Linked DNA regions of Mus musculus: all the other regions are linked to region 1. Evidence: chromatin contacts called from public HiChIP or PLAC-seq data. All regions are on one chromosome and are shown on one strand. The core of a region is the stretch at or near the end of the contact, and the rest is flanking DNA. Distances in the headings are between cores, read along the strand shown.

Region 1 (3,763 bases), core at 534-3,033:
TTTTGCTTGCTTGTTTGTTTTGTTGTTGTTTTGGGTTTTTGAGACGGGGTTTCTCTGTGTCGTCCTGGCTGTCCTGGAATTCACTCTGTAGACCAGGCTGGCCTTGAACTCAGAAATCCACCTGCCTCTGCCTCCCAAGTGCTGGGATTAAAGGCGTGCACCACCACCACTGCCTGGCCAAAATGAAGATTTTTTTAAAAGTTGACTATTTCTGAGATAGTGCATAAGTATGTTTCTTACCCTGGCTCTTTCCTTTTAACTCTCAGCTCATTTTACTGCTTAGAAAATTCAAAGAAGATAGCAACCAAGCACAGAGACGCAGACCTGTAAGTGCAATTCAAGCACTGGAGAGAAGGTAGAGGCAGGAAGATAGAGTTGAGGCCATCCTAGGCTACATAACAGGACCTTGTCTCAAAAACAAGCAGAGAAAAAGAAAGACTCTTGATTCAAGTAAGCAAGAGGACCAGAACCCTGATCTAGACCAGGCTGTTCTCAAACTCACAGAGATCCACCTGCCTTTGCCTCCTGAGTGCTGGTACATACTACAATACCCAGCTTGGGTCTAGGACTTTTAAAAAACAGGGTTATTTTTATTTATGTGCATATCCATGCATGCCATCATATCTGCTCTACCTCACTGTGCCAGCGCATGAGACTGGCACAGGGCACCAGGTAGCAAGGAGTTACTGACAGTTCTGAATGTTTACAGGCAGATATGGATGTTGGGAATCCAACTGCAATCCATTGCAAACGCACAAGCCTGTGCCATCTCTAGTCCCACTCCCTGGTTTTTGGGTTTGTTTTTTAATCGGGGCTCCCAATATCCGGGCTGGCCTTGAACTCCATATGTCGCTAAGGGTGGCCTTGAAATTCTGATCCTTCTGCCTCCCAAGTACTGGGGTCTTATTCTGTAGCCCAGATTGCCTGGACCACCTTAAATTTGGGTCCATATCATTTCCTGACAGGATTAAGGGAGTAAGCCAGCTGCTCCGCTCCGGAGCTCCAGATATTTGAACTTTTGGCCCCCAGAACATTCTCTTTGGGTTTTCAGTCAGAGGTCTCCAAAGCCATTCGTCCTTTTTTGTTCTGACAACCCTTCGTTTAGTCAATGTAGGGTCTCCTCACACGGACTTGCTACAGTGCAGATTGAGCCAAACGAGATTGGTTCCGCTTGCTTGTGCTAACGCCTTTTTTGTAATAGTAGATGCATATGATTTTCACAAGTGGATGACAGAAATACGAGGCTTAGGTTCAGACTACAATGGAGATTGAAATGGAAGCATCCAGAGATAGGGATCTGCGGGGGCACTGAGAAAAATCTCTTGGTTTTTGCCTGCGCGCGAGCTACTACTCTCTGGGAGCGAAAGCGGGGTAGTGTCCGCTGGCTCTCCGCCGTCCTTATTCTCTAACACTCCCTTCGCTCCTTTTCTCCCAGCTAATCTAGAAACCTTTCACAGACCGCTAGCCCTCCGCGAAGACCAGGCCGTCCAGGCCAAACCCTCCTCACGCCGCCTGCGCGACTTAGCGTGACTTCCGGCTACCCAGAGGACCACGTGACCAAACGCCCTCACTGCGCATGTGCGCCGCGGAGTCGGACTGAACCATTTTGCCCGACGAAAGGGGTAGGTCTTTTGTGTTTTACAGTTTAAAACTGATTCTCGATCTCCAGTATCTAGGATCACGATTTTTTAGGAAGAAAACAAATTAGTGTGAGATGAAATAAGGTGAAATAGCGTAGCGTAAATACAGACAATCATGGAGTGGGGCTTGGGCTCTCCCCTTCGCAGATAATGGGCGGAGCCTGCGGCCCACAAGCTCTTTCCTTTCGCTGCTGCGGCCGCAGCCATGAGGTGAGCGGGCCCGGCTCTCGGTTCTTGGCCGATGAGGTCGACGGGGCCGACGGGGCCGGCAAGGCTTGGCAGGGATCGGGGCCGGGACCCCGGATGGCAGAGGGGAGAGGGGAGGCGAGCGTGGTGCGGCCGCACCCGGAGCGCGGAGAGCGCGCACGGCCTGGGCCTAGGGAGGGTGGAACGCGGGACGCCGAGGCCCGAAGATCTCCCGCGGGCGCCGCTCTCTGCCTGTCACGCGTTGTGAGGCAGGGCGCGGGGAGAGCAGCGGCGACAGGGCCCTGAGTGGCTCCTCGGCTCGCCGGAGCCCAACAGACCCCTACCATGTAACGTGGGACAAGTCTCGGGCAAGGCCAGGCCTCCGAGTGCGGAGGATGAGGTGCCGGGTCGGCTTCCGCCCGAACGGCTGGACGAGGTTTATTAACGTGAAAAAGAGCCCAGAAAGCAAAGAGCCTCGCCTGTTCTGGGTAAACAGGCTGCGTCACAGTCGAGTCTGATCAATTCGTGTCTGATCCTTAACATTAAAGTCTTCACCGAGCCAAGTACCCGGAAGAGCTTAAGCACCCCTTCCCCCCACCCCAGATCTCAAATGGCTGGCCACTTTGGCCACGTTCATTGCCCAGGTCTTTCTTGGTTTGGATTTAAGGCCTTGCTTTGGAAATAGTTATTAGAGGACAGGAAGGGGTGGCAAAAATTTTAGGTCTAGGGGGTGTGTTTGCCCTTAATAGAAATGTATGCATACTGGTGTATATTTTAGAGGGAAGATTTTGCTTGGAGTGTTTGTTGTTGTTCAGATGTCGCTTCCAGGGCTTACTAGTGCTTTCTGTGTACCCAGTATGCTCAGGCTACAGAAGAGGCTTGCCTCTAGTGTCCTCCGCTGCGGGAAAAAGAAGGTCTGGTTGGATCCCAATGAGACCAATGAAATCGCCAATGCCAACTCCCGTGAGTATGATCTGTCACCCTCACTCACTATCTACCTATAAGGAGATAAGTATGTATGTCTTATACATATATCATTGTATATAGAAATAGTTTATAGGGTGCAACCATCTCGTGTTACATTAATAATTTATGAGTAAAGTGAGTATTTTATGTCCCGTGGAAGTTTTTGATATTTAAAGACTGGAGGATGTTGGATGAGGTTTCAAGACAGAAGCAAGCCTTGTTAGTATCAGACCAAGTACTTTGTTAAACTGCATTTCAGATACACCAATATGCTATGAAATATTTACGAGGTAAATGTTCTTTTTAAAATAAGTATTCCAGGATTTCATCTCCTTTTCAGGATGTTGGGTCAAGGGTAAGAGCTTGACTTTTGTGGCTGGCACTTTACTAACGGGTGTGTTGTGCCTTCCCAGGTCAGCAGATCAGGAAGCTGATCAAGGATGGGCTGATCATCCGCAAGCCTGTGACTGTCCATTCCCGGGCTCGTTGCCGGAAAAACACCCTGGCCCGACGGAAGGGCAGGCATATGGGCATAGGTGAGAATGGTCTAGCCTTTCACTCTGCCTCTTAGATGGGTACACTGGGTAGAGCACTTGTCAGCAAGCTTAAGACCGGTCCGGCTCTACATTCACACTGGTGATATTTTTTCTCCCATCTTGTGCAGTTGCTGGGTGGTAACTATCTTCTTTTGCATGGATACAAGTTGGCACTAGTGCTGAGTTTGTTGGTGGGAAAAGATGTCAGCATTAAGTCCCTACATTCTGCTTATGCTGGGGATTCTACTGGGTGTTTTTTGTTTTTTGTTTTTTTTCAAGACAGGGTTTCTCTGTAGCCCTGGCTGTGCTGGAACTCACTCTGTAGACCAGGCTGGCCTTGAACTCAGAAATCTGCCTGCCTCTGCCTCCCGAGTGCTGGGATTAAAGGCGTGCACCACCACTGCCCAGCTTACTGGATGTTTTTAAATGGGATTG
Region 2 (3,763 bases), core at 415-2,914, 250 kb before region 1:
TCCTGTTATCAACGTGACAAGGAGACAGATTATGTGTGTCTATGCACAGGCACTGTACATATAGGCACACACAATATTATGGACCACAGAAATCCCCCAGATCTGTTTCTAGTGCAACCTGGGAGGCCCTTCTTGCCTTCAGATCACTGAAATCAACACATACTGAAGGCAAAAGTATTGTGGATAGCTCTGGGGCTAGTTATATTTGATGTTAATTCCATTCTCCCGTGAGGGGCCGTGAACAAGGAATGGGTCAACACTCTCTCCTGATTTCATGTTACCCTGCTTCCCACCTTAATAAAGGAGAGCTGATGATTGGGTAGATAAAAGGGAAGGTGGAGCAGAAGGTGGGGAGAGAAAAGTAGAAAATGGGAGAGAGAGAGGATGCAGAAGAGGAGGAGGAAGAAGAAAAGCAGAGCACATGGCCTGGAGAAACTGCAAGTTCTATCTAAGGGGTCTCATAGATATGGAAGTTGGTAGTGTAGCAGTAGATCTGGCCAATCTAGGTGCACAGCATGTATTCATATTAACTGAGTCATGTTTTCATTGACAGGGCATATTTGGGTTGGAGATTTACCAAAACAGGGAGGTGACGTGGGCTGGACCCCTGCATTCCCAGCCATTAGTTGTTTTTGTTTGTTTGTTTATTTGTTTTTTAATGGGTGTGGGGGGGGTGTGCCTGACCTCCTCCATGTGAGGTAGGTATTGTACCAGTAAGCTACATCCTCAGCCACTAACTAGACTGAGGATCAGTTGAGCATAAGAGCTCAAGGACAGCTTGTGATACAGCGAGACTACATCAAAACAAGAAGTAAAAAAAAATTTTAAAAAGTGTTGGGAGAAATGAACTGTCAATGGACAGCCTGAGATCTATGATCCTGTATAAGTAGGATGTCTGCAGAGATGGGGCAATGGCTTCCCTTGGGCTCACAGGTGCAAGCCAGCCTTAACCCGGTGACTGTGACAGCATAGGACAAGGCAATCCCCTTTGGTTCACAAAGCTTATTGGTAGTTTCTGTGGGTTTTGAAGATCCGTAGTGAGGTCACAGCTAAGCGGCCCCTGTGACGTCACAAAGACAAAGAAATCTATTATTTGTCTGTAGAGACTTGGCTTTGCGCCTTATCCTCTGCTCGCAGAAACAAGAAATGAGACTGTAGATGGGTGGGGTTCTGGGTAGAAAGGACCAAATGAGCTCAGCACCAGCACTCCTCTCTCATCCTGCTCCTCTAACTCACCAAAACAGCCGCAGGGTGCGGGCCTCAGCGGTGCACAGCGCCCGGTAGCTCAAGGCCCAGAATTAGAGGGGTGCGAAACCTCGAAGTCCTGGGCCACCAGGACCCAAACCCACAAGCTGACTGCCTGAAGTCGCAGGTGCTCCGGGATGCTCCCACACCTACCTGATCAGTTTTCCGCAAAATGGGCGGAACCACGCGGCTCCGGAAGTACCGACGACTGTGGTGGTCCAGTTGAGGATTATAAGGCGGAATTGCAGACCACAGCTTGGGCCTCATGATGCTGTAGGCCTGGGCCATTGTGCTCACAGCTACCCCATCCAAAACAAAAGATTTTTCGAGTCGCCGAGGACTGTTGTAACAACAAGCCATCCTAACCACCGCAGTCTTCGAGTCTGAGAGCTTTCTGGAGCCTTAGATGGGGACTTCACTGAGCATTGTTACGTCTGTCAATTACCTCCCTGAGACACAAACCCTATTGTTATTTCAGGGTCACCACCACGCCCATCTTATCGTGATGCTGGAACTTAACCCAAGGAAGGCTTTATGCCTGGGCATAGTAGGAAAGCACTCTATACCAAGCTGCTACAACCCGAGTCTTTTGCTTACACTCATTCATACACACACACGTTTTAACATTTCATATGTATATGAGTGCAGGTGTGCCCGAGTGGGAGTTGTGTGGTAACTGAGCCGGCGTAGTGGCAGCGTCCCAAGACAACCAGGGCTATACAAAGCCAAACCAAACCAAACCAACAACAAATGGTAATCGAACAGTTCCTCTACGAAGTAGTGCAGTCCAGCATTTCCAGACTCAACACTCAGACTTAGTAAATTTCCTGGCTGACTTTTCCCCATTTGTCCACATTTTGGCCAAATCTTCTCAGAACCCTCCTAAGTTCAGTCTAAGTAGCTAAGGTTTAGAAGGGTCTCTGCAAACCAGGCATGGTGGGGGCTCACTTGGTTTTTTTGTTTGTTTGAGACAGGGCTTCACTGACTCGCTGGAACTCACTTTGTAGACCAGGCTGGCCTCGAACTCAGAAATCCGCCTCCTGAGTGCTGGGATTAAAGGTGTGCATCACCACTGCCAGGCAAGCCTCAAGTTTTTGATAGCTACAGTGTTGCTATTACAGGCACATGCCACACCTGGTATCAATTCCTTACTCAGTAGTTCCACTTGGATACTTTGTCCAACAGGGCCTCAAAAATGTACTAACTCTGCTGGATTCAAGGAACACAGCTAAGGACTTTTATGTTCATGCCTTTTATCCCAGTACTGGGGAGGTAGAGACCAGCTGGGACTTCCAGGGCAGTTAGAGAAAACTTGTCTTGAAAAAGGCAACACAAGACCCGATAGTCTGCAGTAGAAAAGTTTGACAGGTGTAGGCCTATAGATCCCAGCAGGAGGGGACACAATACTGCCTACTCTTAGAGGACATAGGGCTCAAATGACACCAGTTATAGGGATGACTTCCTCTGGCCAAGGGCTGGTACACATTCCAGCACCCCCACAGCTAAATCCAGCAGAAGCAGGATTTTAAAGTGGGCCAAAGGTGGGTAAACACAGCAAATACTACACATGACCAGGCTGGCCCTGAACGTAGAGATCTGTCTCTAGGTGGTTGGACATCACTACACGGGCGACTCTATACATCATTCTGTGGACATTATTTTCTATTCTTTTTAAAAAGATTTATATGTATACAGTACTCTGCCTGCATAACTACAGGCCAGAAGAGGGCAGCAGATCCCATTACAGATGGTTATGAGCCACGTGGCTGCTGGGAATTAACTCAGGACCTCTGGCAGATCAGCCAGTGCTCTTAACAGCTGAGCCATCTCTCCAGCCCTATTTTTTCATTCTGAAAAAAGTCCACAAGTGTTAAGTACCTTAATCAACCACAGCCATGGAAAGGTGACCTCTGGCTAATGACCAGATGACCTAAACATCTGCACTCAAGCACAGGGCTCCTGTACACAACACTCAAGTGGCCATCCAGGCTTCAACCTTCAAGGTCGTTCTCAAGCACTCACAGAAACACAATGAACACACCACTTTATTTTAGGGACCCAAAACCCAAAGATAATTTACCATATGTGCATGGTTTGCTCTAATATTTATCTGTGTTATGTGTACCTGGTCCCAGCAAAGACCTGAAAAGAATGCGTGTTTTGTTTTTTTTGGTTTTTGGAGACAAGGGTTTCTCTGTGTATTCCTGGCTGTCCTGGAACTCACTCTGTAGATCAGGCTGGCCTCAGAAATCCGCCTGCCTCTGCCTCCCAAGTGCTGGGATTAAAGGCGTGCACCACCACGCCCGGCTGTTTTTGTTTTTTAATTGAAGTTACAGCTACCACGTGGGCATTGAGACGTGAACCTTCTACAATTGAATCTTTATAGCTGATCCATCTGGACAGCCCCTAAAGATCGCCTTTACTTAACCTGGAAAGTGAAGAAGTTCTGCAAGGTCATGAAGGTCATGCCCTGAACTGAAATTTAAGTTTCCTTCTGCAAAGCTGATATTGGAAAAGG
Region 3 (3,763 bases), core at 630-3,129, 210 kb before region 1:
AGTGACGCCTGATCCACTCTCTGTCCCACAGACACTATCCCAAGCAGTCCTTCACCATGGTGGCCGACACTCCGGAAAATCTCCGCCTCAAGCAACAGAGCGAGCTGCAGAGTCAGGTGAGAACCCGGCGCTCTGGGGCTGGTGGAAGGGGAGTGGGGTTGTGTAACAGGATTGAGCCAGGGCATTTGTGGTCTCTGTAAGGCCTGCGGTGCTGAAATCCCAGGCTGGCCTGTCGTCTCCCCATCCCCACCCTTGCTCAGTTACTTCACACTTCCTGACTTCTGCAGAGGTCAGGGAGGGCGGAAATACCGCCTTCATACCTGAAATTGGTTGGGGAGGCGTGGACATATGTTTGACTCTCCTGGGCTCCTAGAGCCTTCTGTTCTGTTCCTTTACACGTGACACAGAAGAGCTGAGAGCCAACCAGAAAACTATACTAGTCTGTGATGCACAGCCTGTCCTCTGTAACCTTGTCTTGAGACCTTTTGGATGTCTTGGAGGGAGGGCGGTATGAGGGGCCCATCCTCCCATCTCTTTAGTTTGGCTTTCCTGAGTGATACGGGTTGTTCCAACAATAGAGAAGGAGGCATGATATGCCCTGGCTCAGAGGGGAAGACTCTGTCCTTCAGGGGCACTGAGCTGCGCCATGCTAGGTGGTCTGGAGCTCCGAGAGCCTGCCTGGAACCAGCCTGGCCTGCCTCAGTGAGGATTAAAGGATTAGATGAGAGAATACAGTGGGGGAATTTACTGAGTTGGCAAGGGGCCCAGGTTGGTGCCACCTGGGCCACAAGGGCTCACTCGGGCACAGACCCTTGCACGACTGCTTCAGGTGGGTTTTTTTTTGTTTGTTCTGGTTGTCCTGAGATGATAATGCCATATAACCCTTTTAAGACATTGCCTTGGGGGCTGGAAAAACAGCTCAGAAACTCACGTCATTACAACGTTTGTATCTCTAGCTCTGGGGGAATCTGAAGCCTCCGGTGTCTGCGTCACGTGCGCTCACGTGCGTTTACGTGCACATAACCTCATGGAAGCACGCACCTACATATAATTAAACACACACGAAAAAAATCTTAGGAGGAAAAAAAAAGAGAATAGCATTGATTCCCTCCTCATGTCTCCATCTCCCAAGTGCCAAGATTGCAGGTCATACCACATCTGGCTTATAGTTTCCTATCTACTACCTGAAGGGAACAGTTTCCTCTCCTTAAGAAGCACAGCAGACCCCGAGGCTGCTGAGAACGTGGGAAACCTAAAAGCGGTGTGATAGCTTCTCCTTCTGGGCCTTGATGCCACTCCAAGGGCAGGTTTGGGATCAGTCCCCCACGTCCCTCTTGGAAGCGAGCCCTCAAGAGTTCAAGGCCATATTGAGCGAGCGAGGCTGCCTGCCGTATCTGGGCTCTTCACTCCCACACACCAGTGTGTGCCTTGAGTGTGTAGCCCTCCAGTGTGTCCCACAGCACAGGCAGCTGCTTGCCCCTTAGCATTTCCTGGGGAAGCTGCTCTGAATGACTCCAGATGACGATGGAATGGTCCAGCAGGCAGGGAGAGGGGTCAGAGGGCCAGATGCCTGGGCCAAGCGAGAGATTGCCTCCTTCTTCTCCACTCGTCTTCCTTCTCCTCCTCCTCCTCCTCCTCTTCTTCCTTCTCCTCCTCCTTTTCTTTTTTTCCCTCCCCTTTTGTCTTTTTCCTCCTCTTCTTTTTTCTTTCTTTCTACATTCTACTTTAAGGAGAAACCCAACCCACTTGCCCTTGGGAGCCCATGAGAGCTCCACCTCAGCTTTTTTTTTTTTTTGCTTCTGGAATCTGACCCCTGTAGGGCGGGGCTGATATCAGAAGGCAGCCAGCCAGCCCTACTACCCGTGCCTGTGTACAGGGGCATCAGGGCTGCCCTTGCTGTTTGTAGGGCTGCCCTGCTCTCCACACACAGACTCGGAGGTTCCTAGACTCTAGGGTCTGCTGTGGGCTGCCATAACGTTCTCTTAGTTTCTTACTGAGAGGCAGGAGGCCCTGTGTGTATCAGTTCTCACAATCGTATTGTCAAAAAGGGAAGAGCTGCTTTTGTGGGGCTCCCTCTTTGGTTGTTGGCTTCTCTTTTTTTTTTTTTTGTCTTTTGTCTTTTGTTGTTGTTGTTGTTTTGAGCCGGGATCTCACTGTATCCTTGGCTGGGCTGGCATTACCTATGTAGTTTGAGATGGAATTCTCCTGCCTCAGCCTCCTGGGTGTTGGTATTTTAGGTGTGAGTCCCTACTCCTAGATTAAGAAGGGGCTGTTTTTATTACGTAGGTGGGGTCACTGAGGTTTGGAGAAGCCACGCTGATGAAAGCTCACCATCTTTCTTATCTAGCCACGGCCCCCTGACTGTCAGTCCATCCGTCCGGCTGGGACTCTAACTCCTTGTCTCTCAGGACCACTTGCCCAGCCCACAGGCAGGCAGATTTTGAGCTTAGCTGATGGGGCCTCAGTGCACAGCTGGAGCTGTTCTATAGGACTGACTGCCCATCACACCAGCTCAAAGGAGGTTAACCCAGGCCGGCCTCAAACCCCTGCTAATCCTTCCAACTCAGCCTCCTGGGGGCTGGGATTACTGGTGTTTGTGCGCCTCTGCCCAAACCAGGCCTGGTGCCCTGGAGACTTCCTCTGCTTGGGCTGCTAAGTTAGGTGCTAGCAGGGTAGAGCTAATAAAGCCAACAGGTGGTAGCCTCGGGATGGTGACACACTGGAGGGTCTGTGTGATCCCAGTCAACGGGGTGGGAGGTGAAGGAATTGACCGTCTGCATTGGGGGCACAGATCTGTTCCTGGACCTGCGGACCTGCAGGACCATGTGGAAAAGAAAGCTTTGGGTGGTGTGTCTCTCCCACTGTCTACCATCTGTGCAGTCTGAGCCCTTTGTTTGTTTGTTTGTATTTCTTTCCCCCTCATAGTTTTTTTCCTCCCTCTGTAGTGAAATAGAGATGGAGACCCATTTGCCTGGAAGTTGGGGGCTGGGCCTGTCGCTAAGGGCTTGGCAGGACCGGCCTGGCTAGTGATAGATCTGTGGCTGCTGTGGGGGCAGGGCTAGCTAGGGCTTTGTGTGGCTGGCTGGAAGCAAAGTGGGAACCTTTCTCCCCTTCCCTGCCCCACTCCAGCAGGGCAGGGCATCCTGGGCTCCTTCCAGGGCTGCCTGCTTCCTGGCCTGGCTTCATGTGTGGGCTCTTTCCTTTGGGGAGCTGCCTGGGCCGTTTCTGCCTTGTTCCCCCACTGCTGCATTGGTCCCGAGACTGGTGCTTTGGGTGTCTGTAACCTCCCCAACCACAGAGCTGCCCAGAAGTAACACTCTGAGCCTTGCTGTCAAAGCTGGCAGTTGTCCCCAGCTCCCCTCTTCTCACTGTACCCCTACTAAATAGAGACAGTATCCTTGGGTTGGAGTTGAAATAGAGAATGTGTGTGACCAAGTCCAGGCCCTCTCCCTGGCAGATGTGCTGGGAGTCTCTCTGTTCTTCTGTTCCTTGTCACCTTCATAGAGTGTTTTAGGAAATGCCGTGTGTGTGTGTGTGTGTGTGTGTGTGTGTGTGTGTGTGTGTGTGTGTGTGCACAATGCCTCTCCCTCACTCATCTTGGGGCAGGGTTCTCACTCCTGCCTTGGATCCTGTGACCTGCATGGCAGCCACGCACCCTGACAAGTGGCACTCTTACTGAGTGTAGTAGCACTATGTGTAATCGAGAATGAAAAAGACTAGGGAAGACTTGGTAAAGCTCCTGCCCCCTCAATTCTCAGCACCT

What was found. HiChIP or PLAC-seq counts read pairs in DNA pulled down with a chosen protein or histone mark.
Region 2: an H3K27ac HiChIP or PLAC-seq map of embryonic stem cells shows a contact between it and region 1, with 10 read pairs. The contact joins the promoter of 1700001P01Rik here to the promoter of Rpl19 in region 1. A contact is called at or near these places in 15 of 39 promoter capture datasets (the 3T3-L1 cell line, 3T3-L1-derived adipocytes, the C10 cell line and 10 more), 5 of 484 Hi-C or Micro-C datasets (CD8 T cells, Th1 cells, embryonic stem cells and 2 more), 29 of 115 datasets of contacts at active chromatin or transcription factors (the 230-238 cell line, CD8 T cells, the SCID.adh cell line and 20 more) and 5 of 9 other capture datasets (adipose tissue, embryonic stem cells, liver and 2 more).
Region 3: a contact with region 1 is called in an H3K4me3 HiChIP or PLAC-seq map of embryonic stem cells, with 20 read pairs. The contact joins the enhancer-like site here to the promoter of Rpl19 in region 1. A contact is called at or near these places in 2 of 39 promoter capture datasets (the HPC-7 cell line and neural stem cells), 1 of 15 datasets of contacts at CTCF or cohesin (the NIH/3T3 cell line), 5 of 484 Hi-C or Micro-C datasets (CD4 T cells, the HL-1 cell line, the N1E-115 cell line and 2 more), 23 of 115 datasets of contacts at active chromatin or transcription factors (CD8 T cells, the SCID.adh cell line, bone marrow-derived macrophages and 17 more) and 4 of 9 other capture datasets (adipose tissue, embryonic stem cells, liver and 1 more).

Annotation. Positions count from the first base shown.
Region 1 is chr11:98,025,141-98,028,903 of GRCm38.p6, forward strand. Rpl19 (ribosomal protein L19) reads left to right here and starts at 1,784. Exons shown (of 6, transcript NM_009078.2): 1 at 1,784-1,850; 2 at 2,683-2,789; 3 at 3,206-3,328. The coding sequence starts at 1,846.
Region 2 is chr11:97,774,254-97,778,016 of GRCm38.p6, forward strand. It overlaps 1700001P01Rik (RIKEN cDNA 1700001P01 gene), which reads right to left and starts at 1,665. Exons shown (of 3, transcript NM_028156.2): 1 at 1,399-1,665. The coding sequence starts at 1,605. It overlaps Rpl23 (ribosomal protein L23), which reads right to left. Exons shown (of 5, transcript NM_022891.3): 5 at 3,273-3,763.
Region 3 is chr11:97,815,667-97,819,429 of GRCm38.p6, forward strand. Lasp1 (LIM and SH3 protein 1) reads left to right here. Exons shown (of 7, transcript NM_010688.5): 3 at 32-116. Among named protein-coding and RNA genes, the nearest start is that of Lasp1, 18 kb to the left of the region's middle. Within about 2 kb of position 1,880, at least 170 of the 459 cell types and tissues checked have an H3K27ac peak or open chromatin away from gene starts, as enhancers often do. A contact at or near this core is called in CD8 T cells, the HL-1 cell line, the SCID.adh cell line and 13 more, where this site is marked.